Linked DNA regions of Oryctolagus cuniculus: region 1 is linked to region 2. A link is a contact called in public Micro-C data. All regions are on one chromosome and are shown on one strand. Each heading gives the region's core, a stretch centred on a gene start, on an enhancer-like site or on the middle of the called end of the contact. The rest is flanking DNA. Distances are from core to core; before and after follow the strand shown.

The links. Hi-C and Micro-C count contacts between places; a contact is called where the count stands out from the background.
Region 1: a Micro-C map of ear pinna shows a contact between it and region 2, with 5 times the contacts expected there. The contact joins the promoter of LOC138843713 here to the promoter of LOC100344696 in region 2. A contact is called at or near these places in 2 of 6 Hi-C or Micro-C datasets (ear pinna and an unstated tissue).

Annotation. Positions count from the first base shown.
Region 1 is chr9:108,685,783-108,691,957 of mOryCun1.1, reverse strand. LOC138843713 (small integral membrane protein 10-like protein 1) reads right to left here and starts at 1,493. Exons shown (of 1, transcript XM_070048455.1): 1 at 241-1,493. The coding sequence starts at 1,493. The coding sequence ends at 1,284.
Region 2 is chr9:108,186,166-108,192,371 of mOryCun1.1, reverse strand. LOC100344696 (mago homolog B, exon junction complex subunit) reads left to right here and starts at 3,578. Exons shown (of 5, transcript XM_070049385.1): 1 at 3,578-3,754; 2 at 5,477-5,535; 3 at 6,180-6,206. The coding sequence starts at 3,661. It overlaps LOC103345394 (a long non-coding RNA gene), which reads right to left and starts at 3,335. Exons shown (of 5, transcript XR_007915596.2): 1 at 3,085-3,335.

The DNA.
Region 1 (6,175 bases), core at 244-2,743, 500 kb before region 2:
CGCTCCCTCATTACACCCAGCTTTCATCCTGTCCCAGCCTCCTCACGTCTGTAAATCACTCGTTAAATGACTATTCCGTATTTACATAATATTGGCTAACTTTACACAGCTAGTATTAATCACAGTTGAGGTATGCTGCATACTTTTTGAACCTTTATTTTTCCTGGAGTTCAGTTCATAATTACCTGTTTTGATCTCTTATTTTGAAAAATCTGCAGGCCACTAATTTATCAGACTCTCTGAAATAAGAAAAATCTTGTTTATTTCAAATACACTGGTCAATCTAGAATTTTTTATTGTTTTTGAGGCATCCCATCAAACTCTTCATTTTTGGTCCCTTTCTGTTGACTTCAAGCCTTCTCCGTCACCGATCCTCTTTCGGATATATAGTATATATATTAGGAACTTTAGTATATATATTAGGAACTTGACAGCTGTCCCCTAAGGAACACCTCTTCTCAACAACCCACGGTGTCTGTCCAGCTCCTGTTTTATAAGCACTACAGCTAATCCAGAAACCTTCCTCCCCACTTCATATTCTCCCTTATAAACTCTAGTTTTGCATCAAGAGCTGAAAAACATTTGCATTTACTTTGTAACCATAACTTAAATATCCCTTTAAAAGAGGAAAGCCACAGAGAGCATGATGATGACGAGTCGAATATTGTTCAGGGAACAGCCAAGTGTCCAGCAGCAAGTGGATTGCTTCTTTTTCTGCTGGGGGTCCACAGGCTGCTCACAGGGGCACTTGTAAGATTCATTTTCTTAAACTCTATTTCTTCAAAATCCTGCGGACGTCTGCGTTTGGTGTGCGACGCTTTTCCCCACTGAAAATCGATGACTGTCATCTTCTCCTCCCGTGAATAAACGGATGTCTTCCACCTATCTTGAATAACTTCAGCTTCTTATTTATTCAAGTCTTGCTTACAATCCAATCCAACGTTATCCCAGTTTACTTTTCAGTTTTTTTCCTGAATGCACGCTATGCCCTTGGTCAGGTCCTTACATCCGTTCAGAGTAGGCTTTCAGGGCGCAAAGCTTCTTAGGTGAGTTCGTGGGTCTTAACGTGATAGTCTCGGTCGCCGGAACCGCGCACTTCAATAGCGGCCGGCATTCTGTCCCGCCCAAGAAGGTCGGCTAGGAGCGAAGAGCGCAGGCGCGGGCAGAGCCCAGGCACTATCGCGAGACCGCGAAGCTCCTCGCCGGGCGCTGCGCCACGCCGCAAGGCCTCCCGGGAGTCGGCCACCATGTTGGCCTCGGGGGCCGGCAAGTTAATCCAAACGTTAAATGTGTACCTGCAAGCGGATGTTGAGGATCACTGAGCCCGCGACGTAGAAGTAGGGGAAGTTCATGCGCAGCTGCCAGGCCAGTTCGAAGAAGGCGAGGAGTGTGCGCGAGAGCCCCTTGCAGAAAGCCCCGTAGGAGCTGGGTACCGCGGCTGGGCTGGAGGCCCTGACGGCCAAGGAGGACGGAGCCGCCGTCGCGGGGGCCATGGACTCGGGTCGCTGTCCGCCCAGCGCTTGGAGCCGAGGACCTCCGCAGGCTCCGCGGGGCCTCCAGCGACGGACAGCAGCGGGAGGTTGGGACGAAGCGTCCGCTGAGTTGGCCCTGCGCCTGCCGCCGCCGCGGCGTTCTGCAGGGGTGCGCCCGGGCTGGGCTGGCGCTGGCGCTCCGCCCCTTCCTGTCTTCTTGTGATATTTACCGTTAGAACTTAACCAGTGGTGGACCTGGACGGGAGTATGTTGTGTAGCACATACTAGCAGCCGTGCAGATGTTATTTCACTTTAAAATGAAAAGTCCAAATAAAATTGCGTAATTTTCCCTTGCCACGCAGCCTGTAAAGGACAAAGCCGGGTTAAAACTCTGGTTTATCTGCTGTGTGATCTGGGATGATAGCCAGGAATCTCACCCTTTTGATTTCATACCATTAACCCTGCAGTTAGGGCAAGATGATCTTACATAAGCCAGTACAGGCACAAAGTCTTTGTAACACAGTAAAAAGTTCACAATGTCAGGCCATGGAGCCCCCTTTTCCTAGTATTAGGACTATTTAAATGGCAAGGGACAGAAATTAAGAAAAAAAAATAGAAATACACTCATGTATATGCACATATACACACACACATTTTTAGAGACAGGGCTTATGTATAAAATGATATTCTCACCCTCATAAACCCGCAAAGAATTCAGATTAGGTATGGAAGCTTCAGTCATTTTTGCATAGAGAAAATATAGCTATGGCTAGACCCCAAGATTTAGGATGCTCCTGTCTATTTCTACTTCTAAAGCTTTAATACCTTTATCATAACATCATAATGGGCCTCCCATTATCACAAGCCCTTTTGGTATTTAAATGATACATATTCATTATTTTCACTAATGTTCCATTTTAATTAGCATTGTGTTTTCCATTATAGCCTCTGCATTCATGGATTATTCAAATGTGCTTTCTGTCCTTGCACTGGTAAAAACTTAAGTGTTCAAGGAAATGAAATACATGTATATATGTCAGTGTGGATAAGTACCATGAACGTAACATTGAACAAGCAAAGTCATAATAAGAAGAAAATATATTAATAGTTAAACTTACATAAAGTCCAAAAAGCTGGGACTAAAAACTAAGATAAAGACATTAGGGTCACATACTTAAGTTTTAAAATGTAGGGAAAATTCAGGAAATTAACATCAATTGTATATGCTCATTTCATAGAAACAATGGATATTGCCTACCTCAGAAGATGTGGAGAAAGATACATTAGTTCCCCCTTATCCACAAGGGTGTTTTCTAAGACCCCCAGGAGATGATTGAAGCCACAGGCAGTACTGACCCCTATTTGAGGGGACTTCAAAAAATGTTATCGAAATGGAATGAAACTTTCTTTTGATGTAAACATAATTTAAAAATCCATCGAATTGACCGGCGCTGCAGCTCACTAGGCTAATCCTCTGCCTTGCATGCCGGCACCCCGGGTTCTAGTCCCGGTCGGGGCGCTGGATTCTGTCCCGGTTGCCCCTCTTCCAGGCCAGCTCTTTGCTGTGGCCAGGGAGTGCAGTGGAGGATGGCCCAAGTGCTTGGGCCCTGCACCCCATGGGAGACCAGGAGAAGCACCTGGCTCCTGCCTTCCGATAGGCGCAGTGCGCCGGCCGCAGCACGCTGGCCGCGGCGGCCATTGGAGGGTGAACCAACAGCAAAAGGAAGACCTTTCTCTCTCTCTCTCTCACTGTCCACTCTGCCTGTCAAAAAAAAAAAAAAAAAAATCCATCAAATTGAGATATATCCAAAAAATTGTTGAAATTTGTATTATGAAAAATCCATGTGCATAGATTTCATTTTTCTACCAAAATAAGCATTTTAATTGTATTTTTCATGAACTCCTGAAGTACCTTAATAGATACTGTCTTTTTCTATATATACTTACCTATCACAAATGTAGTATAAAATAGGCACAAAAGATAAATGCTAATAAAATAAAACTATTATACCAATATACTCTGTTAAAGTTATATGAATGTACTCTGTCTCAAAATATCTTATTATACCATACTCTCCCTTCTTCTGAAGTTATGAGCTGATACACTACCTATGTGATGAGATGAAGTAAGTGAACATTGTGATATAGTATTAGGGTACTACATAAGGATTACTTGAACACAGGCACTGCAATATTGTGACTCTGGTAATCGAGAGGAGGAAAGTCTGTCAGCTGATTTTATCCTTCAGCATTATGTGATTACCAGAATTATAAATTGTAATACTAATTGAATTATTTATATTGGGACATCCCATTCATATGCTACTGATATACTAGCAAAACTGGATCTATTCTGTGGTCACTAATGACTTCACCTGGTTTAATACTTGCTTAACACATTTTCCACTTGCTTAAGGTAGTGAGTTTCTCCTAGTTCTTTGTTTGTTTGTTTCCATTTGGCTAAAGTGGAGAGCAGAGTGATTCCTATGCCTTTCCTCATGTATTTGTTGTTATTTTAACTTTTTGAAAATTATTTTATTTATTTGACAGAGTAAGAGAGAGAGAGAGAGAGGGAGAGACAGAGAGATTTTACATCTGCTGGTTCGCTTTCCAAATGGCCAGCAATGGCCAGAGCTGGGTTAGGCAGAAGTCAGGAGCCAGAAGTTTCATCTGGATCTCCCACTGGGCTAAGCACTTGGGCCATCTTCTGCTGCTTTCCCAGGAGCATCTGCGTGGAGCTGGATCAGGAGTGGAGCAGATGAGACTGGAACCAGGGCCCATGTGGGATGCTGGCATCACAGGCAGCATCTTAACCCACTGCGTCACAGCACTGTCCCCTATTTTAATACAGAATACTTTTACTGAGCTGTGAATGAGCTTATAGAGCATGCCAAAGATACATGGCTTTGCCTTTAGATGTAAAATTTTCTATATTAAAAGCCCAACTCCTCCCAGACTAACCCGTATTATTCAATTAAGAGCCTAACTCCTCCCAGACTAACCTATATTATTCATTTCTTATATCCCCAATCTCTTTGGCTTTTTATTTCTTTCCTTGCTAAGATACATTCAGAATTTTCAGTTCAATTCCAGTGCTTAAGGGTGTGTAAGCACCAAGGCCCATAAGAAGGACATGCAAATTGTGACAATGTTCTTTCTTTATCCAGTCTTCATACTTAGTGATATAAGCCAGTCCCAAAGGGACAAATTCCATATGTTCACCCTGATCTGTGACAACTAACAGAGTACCTAAAAGAAAATGTGTAGAAGTGAAACTGACACTATGAGAAGCAATGACTTGAACAGCCCTTGTATTGACTGTCAAGGAGCAGTTTATTATTTTATTTTTTATCATTATTATTTTTTCTACTTAATACCATTGGTTGAACTCTTTACTTAATATAGAATTAATGATAGGTGTATAAATTCATTTGAAAACAGATCCCAGTAAAAAATAAGAGTGGGATTAAGAGAGGGAGGAGCTGTACAGTTTGGCACACATTCCCATGGACTTACCCCTAAAGGTATAGTAAAAACTGCCGTGGGACTCCAAATCCCATTAAGCTGGGTGTTAATAATGCCATCTTACATGTTAAAGTGATCATATTAAGTGCATAATTGATCATATAGATAGAATTAAGTGTCAAAGGCGTCACATAAATAAGACCAAGTGTCTGATAATAACAACACATAGAATTAAAAAGGAGAGAATGTTCCAACATGGGAAGCAGTCCACTCAGCAGACTCATAGAATGACAAACACCCTAAATAGCACTCAGACCTCATAATCAGCTCTTAAGGCATTCTGATCTGGCAGAAAAGTCCATGAGAGCATGTCAGGCATGGAAAGCCAAAACACTGTGGTAAATGATGTTCTACATGAAGGATCTCTGTGAGTGAGACCCCAGTGGAAAGAAGGGACCATCAAAGAAGGATGTACTTTTCTCTGAAGGGAGGAGAGGACTTCCAGTTTGCTCATGGCCCTGTCTAAATACTGAAGGAATTTGTGGAGTCTAAAGGTTCCCATAGCCTTGGCAGCTCATGTCAAGAGCCTTGGGTGATCACTGATGTCATAAATAAGAGTGTCAATTGTTTTTTTTTATTTTTATTTATTTTTATTTTTTTTTGACAGGCAGAGTGGATAGTGAGAGAGAGAGAGAGAGAGAGACAGAGAGAAAGGTCTTCCTTTTGCCGTTGGTTCACCCTCCAATGGCCGTTGCGGCCGGCACGCTGTGGCCAGCACACCGCGCTGATCCGTTGGAGCCAGGTACTTACCCTGGTCTCCCATGGGGTGCAGTGCCCAAGTACTTGGGCCATCCTCCACTGCACTCCCTGGCCACAGCAAAGAGCTGGCCTGGAAGAGGTGCAACCGGGACAGAATCCGGCGCCCCGACCGGGACTAGAACCCGGTGTGCCGGCGCCACAAGGCGGAGGATTAGCCTAGTGAGCCAAGCCGCCAGTCAAGAGTGTCAATTGTTAAGAACAGGAGTCACTGTGCACTTACTCCCCATGTAGGGCCTCTGTCCTTAATGAGTTTTATTATGATAATTAATTGTGAAACTTCTTTCAAACAGTGCTTTATACTTTGTGTGTGTGTGGGGGCGTGCAAATTCTTGAAATCTTAGTATAGAGTTGGTCATCTATATATAATGATAATTAAAACCAAGTCTTAATGAAGAATGTGATGGGAGAGGGAGTAGGAG
Region 2 (6,206 bases), core at 2,329-4,828:
TTCTGAAAATCAGAAGTCAGAATAATTTGGCTCTTTTAAATAAAGAGGCAAAAAAGAATTTGGAGGACACATGAGACATAAAAGTGTGATCAAATGAAGAGAGAACTTTCTATGTAGGAAAAATCAGTAGAACATTTTAAATGTTAACAATTATAAGATATAACTTTCTTTGGTGATAGCCCCCTAAATTGATTCATCACCTTGAAGCTCAAGGAAAAGAACATAGAAACTCTACAGAAGAATCATTATTGTGTCAATGAATATTGTATACCTGAACAAATATTAGGCTCCATTTCAGTTAGAATTGGTAATAAAACATTCCTTATCTACTTCACAGGTGCTTTGAAGTTGACCACTCTGTTAGCAAGGACAAAAATAGTGCTTTGGCTTCATTTTAGTAGCTCAAACTTTTTTTTTTCCATAAGTAAACTGTGGAGTTATCATTAAGTCTGCACTAATTTGAAGCAACTGAGATTGAAAAACAGTTACAGGGGCCAGTGTTATAGCACAGTGGGTTTAGCCACCATGGCTTGCTACACTGGCCTCCAATATCAGAATGCCAGTTCAAATCCCAAATCTCTGGTCCCAATCCAGCTCCCTATTAATTTACCTGGGAAGGCAGCTGAGGATGGCTCAAGTACCTGGGCTTGTGCTACTCATGTGGGAGACTCAGGTGGAGTTCGTGGCTCCTTGCTTCTGCTTGGCACAGTCTTGGATGTTATAGCCATTTGAGTAAACCAATGATTGAAAGATACCTCTCTCTCCCCCCACGCCTCCCTCTCTCCTTCCCTCTCTTTCAAATACATACATACATAACTTTTGTTTATAAAAACACCCACAAAATATTTTCATGAAAAGTTTCCTATATCTGTGCTGACCAACACAATAGCTACTAGTCACGTGGAGTTCTTTAACTGGTAATCAAAATTAATCAAATTAGGAATTCTGTTCCTGGGGCAGGCATTTGGCACAGAGATTTAAGACGCCACTTGAGATGCCCACATCTTATTATCAGAGTGCCTGGTTGGAGAGAGTCCCAAGCCCCTCTGCTTCCAATTCAGCATTCTAGTAATGCACACCCTGGGAGGCAGCAGGTGATGGCTCAAGTACTTGGTTCCAGGCCACCATATGGGAGACCCAGATTGATTTCTGGCTGGGTATTGCGAGCATTTGAGAGTAAGCCAGCAGGTGGAAGATCTTTGTCTTTCTGCCTTTCAAATGGAATGAGCATTTAAAAATAATAAATAAAAATATGAAAGAATTCAGTTATTCAGTGACATGAGGCACATGTGATCAAAGTGTGATCACTTTGTAGTTCTTGTCCTGACACAATGGGTACACTTTTGCTTTAAGATATGAATAGTTGGAGGCCAGTGCTGTGGCACAGCAGAAAAAGCCATCACCTTCAGTAGTGGCATCCCATACAAGCATGGGTTCTAGTCCCAGCTGCTGCACTTCCAGTCCAGCTCCCTGCCAATGTGCCTAGGAAAGCAGCAGAACATAGTCCAAGTGCTTGAGCCCCTGCACCCATGTGGGAGACCTGGAAGAAGCTCCTGGCTTTGGTTGTTGCAGCCATTTGCGGAGTGAAGCAGAGGATGGAAGATCTATCTCTTCCCCCTTTCTCTCAGTAACTCTGCCTTTCAAATAAACAAATCTTTAAAAAAAAAAAAGATATGAATAGTCAGGTAAATATAGTTCTGTATTTCATCTTTAAAAAGTGGATTAGTCTTGAACTCTTAAGTCTTCTTAGGGGATCAACACAGTAACTGATCTACAAAGATCAGTGCATTCCATAAATTCTATTTACATAGTCACAAATTCTGGTATCCACAGCTGTATTTAGGCATACCTAAAAATAAACATGGGCCATGTGCCAAAATCTGAAGAATATACATCAGAGAATCTGAAGATATTGAATGAAGCTTCTCATGTAATTCAACTAGATGGACCACAACCAGTATTTTCAGAAATACTATGAAATATTATGCTCAAGTTTATGTGAATTAATCCTGGGTAACCAACTCACCCCATCTTTCCTGGGACTCTCCAGGTTTTAAAGCAGGAAGTTTCATATCACAGGAACCTGCACAATCCAGGGCAAATTGGACTGGCAACTTAACCTAGTGGTATGGCTTGGTGCTTTATTTTTCTTTTGTGTTTTCAAATGGTGGTCTATAGTAAGAACTGAATCATTTTTCCTGATAAGTAATTATACAACTGTTAACATAGTCTCAAAATAATCTGGCTGAATCATCCTTTCTAGTCACTCCACTTCCATGAACTTTACCTTCCAGCTACCCTGAGTTTCTTGGCATGCGTTTTCACACCACCTTGTTTTAGCTCATCCTCTGGTTGGAATGCTTTTCCATTGGCATACAGAATTCACACATCAAGGCCCAGTTCAAATAACATCTCTTTTCACAAGCCTTCTCTGATACTTCCCTTTCTTCGAATTTTCCTACTGCACAGCAGAATGGCTTCCTGTGCTGTGTTACCAGCTGTTTTACACTTAGCACTTTATTATAGCAGTCGCCCCCTTGTGCTCGGGTTTGTCTTACATGTTTGCTTTCTTTTCTAGGCTACAGTGCAAACGGCTTTTTTCTTTTTACTACCATTGTCCAACTGTCTCTGGCACACAGGAAATGTCTGCTAAGACTCATGTCTTACAAATTGCAGTTTTGTTTTTTTTTTTAAACATAATAATCTCATCCAATCTTCTCAACAGTCTGTGGGCTTGGCAAAGTCCATTACCACACAATTCTCTGACAAACAAGCTTAGAGGAAGTGACTTGCCCAAGATTCGGTAGGGCTACTGTTGGGATTGAATCTCCGTCTTCTACGACTTTTACTCAATCCCACCGAAGTCTGTTTGTCCTCCAATAGATAAGTTTCCTCTGTGCATTGCTAAGAAGGGGTAATCAGGAACGGTGAAAGCAGACTTTGTATAAAAATCCATCCTGCTCTCCTCTGCCCTCTAAAACTATCCCACACAGGAGTGTTCTTTCCTATTCCCAATGCACGGATTCCAAACCTTACTTGCTCTAAGTCAAACCGCAAACACTCCACAGGCTTCTAAGCCCTTACCGAATGAACGAAGTACCTCGATGTTCTACTATTGAAAGGACTCTGACAGACTGCCGGGTCCTTTCAGCTTCACGTGTTTTTCAAAACCTCCAGCCTCTCGTCCGATGGATAACCAGCATCGTTATCCAAACGGGGAAGGCCCCAAGTAGGACCCAACCAGGAAGGAGAAACAAGCCGCACCCTCGGGTCAGCTACCCCACCTCTGGCCTTTATCTTTCCTCCTCCCACCGGCTAGAGGGGAATGAAGCCACACCCACGTCACAGCCTATCGCGAGAACTGGGAGCCCCCCCCCCCCCCGGCACCCCCCAGAAAAGCTATTTAGTTTCAAAATGCTATTATATTTTCACACTTACATTCTTTGCTAATGTAAAGTAAGCTACTTCATTTTGCAAACAGTACGTGTTCGATCCTACTAAAGGAATCCCACTCCGGGCCTTTCACGCTCACCTCCGGGCCTTCCCGGAGACGCAAGGGACGCGCCCGCGATGACGCACTTAGCCTGCGCGGATGACGTCACTGCCGGGCGCCGGGAGGCACGTTGGCCGGGCTTTGGGCGGGCTTGTCTGGGAGCAAAGATGTCTATGGCTAGTGATTTCTACCTGCGCTACTATGTAGGGCACAAAGGCAAGTTTGGACACGAGTTTCTGGAGTTCGAGTTTCGGCCGGACGGTAAGCAATGTCGGGGCCGCTGGCACCGCTACACTGAAAAGAAAGGCAGGCGGAGAGGCAGCGGAGGAGGCTCCCAGGATGGGGTGAGCGCGCCTCGGTGGGCTCGTAGCTTGCCCCTGCTTCCCTTGAAATAAAGAAGAGTCTAAGCGTATAGGAGACCCTCGCGGTGTCTGCGAATAAAAGGGAACTGCTGTACATTGAGCGAGGAAAACTAACCCTGCCGCGGACTGAAATGTAGTCAGTAGTCAGAATCCTGGAATCCGCGCCCTAGAAAGGATTTTGAGAGGCGTGGAGTAAGTAGGTCGTCGACCTCATGCTTGAACATTTTTAAGAGCGCCCCCACCAAGTAACTTCATAACTGTGACGCCAGCAACTTTCTGCCCACCCATTCATTCATTTTCTTCATCAGGCCTGTGTGCGGAAGCAGACCGCCGGGTAAACAAATGAAGAGAATGAGTTTTATCTATGTGCTTAATTGCAGTTCGCCGTGGAGTGCATTAAGAGTGGAAAAAAAAAAAAAAAAGAGAGAGAGAGGCTGGTTCTACTGGGGTGGGGGGCGGGGGAGGAGGGGTTCTCATAGGATGAGCGCCTGACCCGACCCTTGTAATGAGTGATACTAGGTGTTTTTTGTTGACCTTTGAGAGGGAAATAGACTGAGACCATGAGCTGACGGCTCGGTGAGACTGCTACCTGTTGGCCGCCAGCAGCTCTGTCTTTTGACTCCTCTTTAGAGCGTGTTATTGTCCGTTGAACGCAGTTGACCTCCAACAAGGGCCGTTCAACTGGATAGGTTTTCATTGTTTGCACACCAAATGCTGAGCAAGATGTAAATACCAAAATTGAGAATACATTAATGAAGAAGGCTTTAATTTCCCTCAAGGAGTTATGTCGTGGTGGGAGATAAAGACGTGTAACAAAGCATAAAGCGGTGTGGATAGTAAGTACTCTGTGCTTGTTTTGGACAAGGTTCTGTGAGAGTCTGAAACAAGATTTAGAGGGGAAATCACATGTGAGACGAGGGAAGTGTCAGGCATTTCAGGCAGAACTCAAGGTAACTACAGCCCTGTAATTATTTGGAAACCTTAATCACTTTATTCATCTGCACTCTCCCCCATTTGTATCAAGTTTGTATCCAGAAGCAATACACTGTGTGCTTCCCACTTACAATGCTTTGCCATGATTGATAGACAGTAATTTGAAGGGAAATTATTAAAAGAAAATGTTTTGGTTTAGTGGAGACAGCGTGAGTATTAGAAGAAAGTGGAGCTATGTCTGAATCTGGTGTGAACTTGGACTCATTACTTAACTGAATAGGTGAGAATAAAATCTGCCTTTTAGGGTTTTTTTACAGGTTGGATTAAGTGCTCTAGGTAATGTGTTTAGCACCAGTACAGATGTACAACAAAGTTTAAAAGAAATGCTAGTTGCTTTGCTCTTCCCTTTCTAGTTCATGATGTAGCTTGAGAAAATAGGCCTTTAAAAATAACCCATTATGTGTTGAGGTCCTGACATATTTAAAAATTTGGCTAGTTTAACTTCAACCAATTTACCAACAAATGTTTACTGAGTGTCTACGTGTCTAACATTGATCTAAGAGGGAGGAAATATTAATAAAAATGGGAGTTTAAAATGGTCTTTACCTTCAAAGCTGGTTATGGTGTCATTTGTTTATCTTAGCTGTGTTTACTTGTTACAGATTGAAGTTTTTTCCTCTTCCCACAGGAAAGCTTAGATATGCCAATAATAGTAATTACAAAAATGATGTCATGATCAGAAAAGAGGTAAGTTCTTTTTGAATGTTTAGTTTTTCATGTTTAGTCCATTTTCCTCGTGTCTTTAATGAATTTGCAAAAGTACATCTAAGGCTATATTATAAGGAGAAAACCAATTTGTAGATTGAAATGAGATTCCTTTTAAATTGGTTATCATAGTAGCATATGTTACAACAAATGAGTCTCGTGTTTGAATATATCATTTAATTCACTTTGTAATTAACTTTGTCCTTTTACTTTATTCACTGTTAAAGCTAATTTCTAATCATGATATAAACATAGTACGGTTTTTAAATGAGGGGCTTAAAAATTAAGGATGAGGAAATAGCTGATGTGTACTTGTATTTGTCTCTGTGTCAGAAGACCTTGCGTTATCACCATTAACCACTTGGAGGTACTTGAATTCTCATGTTACACAGAAAGAATACAGGGTTTTCAAAGGGGGCTGCTGATGAAAGAGGGGAAAGTAAATATGTTAGAAAAGAAAATAATGTTCACAGGAAGGATGAATAGTTTTCATCCTGTATTTTTAGAATGAATTTTTTCTCTGTTGTGTTTGAATATTCAGGGTTTATAACTGTTCTGTCATTTTCTGCTGAATACTGGGAAGACGTGGAAGGACATTATGAAATTTTCATGGAATTCATTTTCAGGCTTACGTGCACAAGAGTGTAATGGAA